Linked DNA regions of Sus scrofa: region 1 is linked to region 2. Evidence: chromatin contacts called from public HiChIP or PLAC-seq data. All regions are on one chromosome and are shown on one strand. The core of a region is the stretch at or near the end of the contact, and the rest is flanking DNA. Distances in the headings are between cores, read along the strand shown.

What was found. HiChIP or PLAC-seq counts read pairs in DNA pulled down with a chosen protein or histone mark.
Region 1: an H3K27ac HiChIP or PLAC-seq map of alveolar macrophages shows a contact between it and region 2. The contact joins two enhancer-like sites. A contact is called at or near these places in 1 of 47 Hi-C or Micro-C datasets (embryonic fibroblasts) and 1 of 2 datasets of contacts at active chromatin or transcription factors (alveolar macrophages).

Annotation. Positions count from the first base shown.
Region 1 is chr13:110,404,372-110,407,623 of Sscrofa11.1, reverse strand. No RefSeq gene overlaps it. Among named protein-coding and RNA genes, the nearest start is that of TMEM212, 8.4 kb to the left of the region's middle. Within about 2 kb of position 1,988, at least 10 of the 83 cell types and tissues checked have an H3K27ac peak or open chromatin away from gene starts, as enhancers often do. A contact at or near this core is called in alveolar macrophages, where this site is marked.
Region 2 is chr13:109,758,740-109,762,002 of Sscrofa11.1, reverse strand. The region is part of intron 7 of TNIK (TRAF2 and NCK-interacting protein kinase); the gene reads left to right. Among named protein-coding and RNA genes, the nearest start is that of SLC2A2, 150 kb to the right of the region's middle. Within about 2 kb of position 1,797, at least 7 of the 83 cell types and tissues checked have an H3K27ac peak or open chromatin away from gene starts, as enhancers often do. A contact at or near this core is called in alveolar macrophages, where this site is marked.

The sequences.
Region 1 (3,252 bases), core at 739-3,238, 650 kb before region 2:
CACCCCAGAGCCAACAACAGTGCTGGACTCACAGTAGATGTTTAGAAATGATGAATGAATGAATGAATTTATGAAGTCACTGCTTATCACAGTCGCTAGTTTATACAGACTGTTTTGCTGTGAAAGCTAGCTCTTCAGGCTTTCACCTAAAAATATTTAATTTCTTGCTACCTTAAATCTCTCCATCCCCTCTCCATGAAAATCCACACAGAAACACAAGGAAAAGCTTCCCGGTTAGCTCACCCAGCTGTGAGACTGCACTGTGACACTTCCGCATTGTATGCAGATCATGGGAGAGGCACCCTGAAGTCACCATCCTGCGATTCTTTTGGCCTGAGGACACCAGCCCCTGACATACTGCCACATGACATTGTGTGTTTTAAAGGAAAAGACACAAGATCACAGACTAACTGCTTAAGTCCAGCAGGAACTTCTGCCTCTGAAAGAAAGCTCTCATGCACATTTTTCCTCCACTGGTGATGCCAGCTTTTAAAGCAGTTCATGTTCATGGTGATCTATCTAATTTAACGGTTTTTATGTATCTCTGCATATTCAAAGGTTTTATCTATTTCTTTATCTGACCACTTTCCATAAATAGTAAGTATTTTCCCCGGTCTATAGACAAATGAAATAACAAAGACATAGAAAACTTGTGCTCCAGAGAATTTGGCTATGAAAACTTATGCTCTTTTTGTATTTCCATACAGATGATATTGTGATCTCTTCTGAGATAGGATAATAAAAGAAGTGCGTCCTTATGACATAAGGAATTGAGTAGCATAGAATAAACACCACCTACTACTAGCAGATGTGGGATCATTTTTTTCATACAAAGGCCCACACTTTCCTTTTTCAACAATGGAGGTATCCTACCCTAGTTTGTACATATGTATATATTTACTATTTTTTTAAAGAAGAGAAAGGGCATTTCTTGGAACTTCCTCATGGCATTGTCCAAGTACATAAACACTTCTGCTTCTTTCTCACAATCTACGCAAAGCTAATTGACATAAAAGGTAAAAGCTAGGCCTAAGCAAGCCTCCTTTATCTAATGGACAAGTTCACTAAGAAGAATGTAGGGCAATGAAAATGAAAAGTACATAAAAATAACCCAACTGCAGGATCACACACTGAGTCTATAAGAACCTTAAAGACCAGCCAGTCCAGGCTTGTCATTTCACAGAATAATTCCATGGTTAAAATACCAAGGAAAAGAGTCATCCTATTGCAACCATAAACTAAAACTTTTTAAAAATTTATTTTATTGAAGTATAGTTGATTTTCAATGTTGTGTTAATTTCTGCTGTGTAGCAAAGTGATTCAGTTATGAATAGGTATACATTCTTTTTTCCTATTCTTTTCCATTACGATTTATCATAGAATATTGAATATAGTTCCGTATGCTACAGAGTAGGACCTTGTTGTTTATCCATTCAGTATAAAACCTAAGGCCTAATAAGATGGTTGTGACTGAGATCTTTCTGCTATATCTGTGCTTAGCACTAGGTGTTGCTCTACTGCTATTTATAGATCAGCTTTTCTTTGATATGCAGCAGGAGTTGAATCTCCTAATTGCAGTTCCATTCTGCAAATGCTGAGTTTCTAGGATTATACTCTGCTAATATATTATATGTTACACTGAACAAGCTTCATTTAAATGGTGTAGGGATAGCATATTAGAAAGAGCCACTCTAGAAAAAGTGATCAATACATGCCAGGGAAAGGCTACTCCAAAGTTAAATTTTTCAAATTGTCCTAATTCAAATATTTACTTAAACTCTGTTTTTATATTACGTGCAATACAAGGGGAATGACATTGTTAGCCGTGTGTTTCCTGGAACTGACCGTCTGCTACAAGGCCACAGATAAAGTTTGTTTATAGAAAAACAAAATATGAAAAAAAAAAGTTTAGCACTGCTCTATTTGGGGTTTGATACTCCCACACATACCAAGTGGGAGAAAGGACAACTTTCTAGAATCTTTCTTGCTCTGTGGCAACAGAGGACAGAAATGCTTCAACCCCCTCTAGTGACAGATGAATCATTACTTAGATTAGTTCAGTTGTTCAAAATTGAAAGATAATACCACAGGGAGAGACCAGTCATGCTTCAAGAAGTTTATAGTTTAGGGAGAGGGCAAATTTTCAATTCATGTGTTAAGTTTTAAAGGGTTTAAATTCAGCTAAGTGTGACTCTTCAACATTATTACTCAGTTCTTTCAACTCAGATCAACTTGGTATAAACCTCAGCATAGATGTTCCAAATTCTACCCATTACATATGTGATAATGATCTAATCTGAATTTTAAATCTTCTGGACTGGATATATGTAATAAAACAATGTCTAGTATATTGTTGCTAAACATGATTTTTTTTTCCACTTTGGTATTTATGAATAACTATTTGTAAGGCCAACAATCATGCAACCATGCTAATAACAGTCCTGGGTTTTCAGCACAAAAGAAAGTGGCAGCCTTAAGCCCAGAATGGGAAAATTATAATCACCATTACAGAGTTTAGAGTAAAGGGAGAGAAAACAGGTCATGCAAAGCTGGCTGCTGGGATGCATAATATAAACCCTTCAATCTAGTCCTAAAGAAAGGGTTTCTTCTAATTTTTATAGTCTTGGCCTCAAGCTGAAAAAGCCGAGTTCTGAGTTGAAGTCTGACTTTCTTGCAAAATATACTTTTCAACTCTCTCCCTAGCACACAGTCATTCTTTCCTAAAGATTCTATTTCCTTTACATCCTTTGAGGATAAAACTATGCTTTGTGGTTTTTATACCATATTCACTTAGGATATTTTAAAACAGAGTGAACTCTACTTTTTCTACCAATTCTCTCTTCATGGAGGCTCTCCTTTCCCCACTCCTTACAGCCTCAGTGATCATGTGAAATAGTTTCCACTATTATTTTTGCATTTCTTTTGCCTGACTCCATGTTAAAGATGGGCAGTTTTTCGAAAGTGATAGGTCAAACTCCTGATCCATGTTCTTATAAACTTGAAGTAAGAAGTGTTTATGTGTTAAGAAAATTATCTATTTTCTCTAAAAGGGAGAGGGGGAAGAAGTTTTGAAAAAATCCATTTTGGAAATCAATGTTTAGTGAATGGCAGGAAGGAGAGGCCCAATGCTAATAAGTGCCAAGGAAGTTTCTGCCATCTCTAGTCAGACCCAAGTCTATAAGGGACCATTTACAGGTAAGTTTACATGTGTGTGTGTAGGCGTAAGAATAGTAAGAGCTATGAAAATAGGCT
Region 2 (3,263 bases), core at 548-3,047:
GCCTGGGTCTTGTTGGCCAGAAATAGGTCACATCTTTAATTGTCATCCTTAGCTGCAGGAAAATCTAGATACACAAGTTTAACTTTCCTGTCCTCTGAAATGCAGCAAGGGAAATAGGAATTGAAATGCCTGTTGGGTTAGCCAACAAACAGTACTTGCCACAATCGAATAGAGGGAAATCATAGAAGACTAAACTGAGCAGGCAAAGCCAGTCTCACCTAACAGAAAAGGACAAGGAAATTATTAATATTCTTGAGCTTATTATGTGCCAGATTTTGAGCTAGGCAGTGCACCTGTGTACATACCCGTCACAGTTGCCTCTGTTGTGTGAAAGCTAACTCTGAGCAGTCTTCTGGAGGCAGTAAAATTAGGAACCCGGCTTTGAATCCAGGTCTATCTAACTTAAAAGACTACTTACCATCCCTCTAGGAAGTGGAACCCTGGTTTGCAGTGTGCTTCACTGCATCTTGGCACTTTCCTTTGAGTCACCGGCACCTAAAGTCATCTGTAAACAAAGTAGGAGTCTGAAGCAATTACTTTGTGGGCCCCTTTTTTTGTTCGTTTCTTTGCTTTTTAGGGCCACACTTATGGCATTTGGAGGTTTCCTGGCTAGGGGTCGAATCAGAGCTGTAGCTGCTGGCCTACACCACAGCTCACAGCAATGCTGGATCCTTAACCCACTAATCGAGGCTAGGGATCAAACCCGAGTCCTCATGGATATTAGTTGGGTTCTTTACTGCTGAGCCACAGTGGGAACTCCCAGTTTTTTGGGTTTTGTATTTTTTTAAGTGAATTCTCAGCTCTTTACATTGTGATGACAGTTGTAAAAGAATTAGCCTGGAAAGCAGGAGACCTGGCCCTGAGTACAATCTGGGGCTGAGTTGCTCTGTGATCTTGGGAAGTCGTTTTTCTCTCACCTGTGAAATAAAAGTTTGGACTAAGTGATCCACAGACAGTCTAATGGCCTTAAAACACTTAGGTTTTGCTCCTTTCTCTTGTGTATCTTTCATTTGTTCATTCATTCATCAAATATTAAGTGCCTGGTATGCCAGGCAACTTCTGATACTGTGTACCAGTGAACAAAACCAAGCTCCCTGCCCTTGGAAATCAGAGAAGACTAAACTGGGCAGACAAAGCCAGTCTCACCTAAAAGTAGAGGACAAGGAAATTGTGTGTGTGTGTTCGTGTGTGTTGGGGGCAGGGAACACAATAAACAAAAACCATAATAATTGAGTGATGAGTAAATTACACAGTTGTTAGAAGGTGATCAGTTCTCTGGGGGAAAAATGTGGGAAAGGGAGGGGAGGTGCAGTGCTGGGAGAGAGATTTGGTCATCCTCACTGAGAACCAGCATTTGAGCACAGACTTCAGCGAGAAGAGGAAATACGCTAGCATGTAAGTGGGGTCAGTGCTGCAGGCAGAGGGGAGACCTGGGGCAAAGACCCAAAGGCAGGAGTTGGCCTGAATTTCTGAGCATTTTCTTTCCCCATCTGAGGACTGGCCTGGAGCCTTCTCAGACCAGCTCCATCATTTCCTTTCAGCTGCATTGGCTCTCAAACCAGCTCCAGCTTCCTAGACTTGTAGGCTGTTTAACTTGGAGCCTACTGCACAGGAAGGGGCTTAGAGCCTAGCCACCTCAGTTCACACAGCAGAATCACTCGATTCCTAGAGATGTTGGGAAGGAGCTGGGAGAATTTCCAAGACCTGGAGTCTTATCAAAACAACACACTCACCATTTTCAGACTGCACTTGCTGTGTTTCCTGTTGAATGTCTCAAGCACAGTGAGTGACTCAGAGCTTTCATCATGTTCCCAAATGATGGTCTGTGTCAATCAACCATAGCATTGCAGGTACCGCAGAGCTGTGTTTTCATCTTTACCAGTTGCTGCTCCTGAGGCAACCTTGATGGTGCACTGGGCTTTCCCCATTAGCTCCAGAAGGAACCTCAGTAAGCAAGGCCAGGAAAACTCAGCCACTTGCTGGGCTGTACCAACTCTGTGTGTGTGTGTGTGTGTGTGTGTGTGTGTGTGTGTGTGTGTGTGTGTGTGTTCAGTGACAACTTTGAATACATCTTGAAATGGAACAAAGAGAAAGGATGATAATTGCCTTCTTGAGTTGTATTCTATGCAGAGAATTACTTGAAATCTTGTGGACTATGTTTTTGTGCACATGCATTATTATCCCTGACTGAACTTACAACTTTCATGTGGACAGGCCAAGGGGCTCGTGAATTAAAGAATCCCCCCTGGGTCCTAGTGGAGGTTAGTGTGTTCCCCGGCCACCTGCTCTAAGGTAGGTTGTACTTTGGGCAAGAATCTAGATCCCCTTGAAATTCCCCTCTGAGTTGTATGGACCTTGGTCCAAATACTGAACGGGCCTGGGTGTCACTCACAGGATATTGAGTTTAGTCCTAGGGAATGGCTTAGGGTAAATTTCATAGCTTGCTTCCAGTTCCATCTCCTTTCTGTGTGTCCTTGACCTGTGTTTGATGGAAATTGCAAGGAAACTTAGCTTGAATCTCTGAAATATGAGTGAGGTTCCAGGGGAGACTTCAGAATTTTGTACAAAATGCAAGATATATTTAAAGTGAAAGGAGGGTGAGAGTCTTTATCAGGATTGTGGGCCATTGAACCAAATTGTACATGGTTTCTTACCAATCATTTTGGGGTTTCCTAACCTGGTTTTCCCATCTCTTGACTTGTCACCCTTCTATGCAGTGTTTAGAAACTGCTAAGCCACAGACACAGAGTGGGGGAGAAGCATGTTGTTAGATGGAGATTGGAGATTGCACATGTAGAGGTGGAGGTTTTGGCCTAGAAATTTCTGATAAGAGCATAAAAGTCAGTCTGAGACGAAGAAAGACTGTAGGGTATAGGGTTTCTATTTTACATGTTCGTGTACTTACAAGATAAAATGTATTGTTCACTCTTTCAATAAATATATCATCTGCTCTAAGCACTGAGATATAGCAGTGAGCACCACCATCCGAGAGCTTCCCTGTCCTCATCTCGTTTAGTTAAATGGTACGAAATTATGGTTTCTGTATGTTAAAAAAATTGACTATAAATATGCATCTTCTATATGACTCAGCCATTTCACTTCTAGGTACTTACTTAGAAGAAATAAAAGCATATATCCTTACAAAGACTTGTACATGAGTACATGAAGCTTTATTTTTATTTTTATTCTTTTATTTATTTTTTCATTTCATTTTTTAGTGATTTTTATTTTTTCCATTATAGTTGGTTTACAGTGTTCTGTCA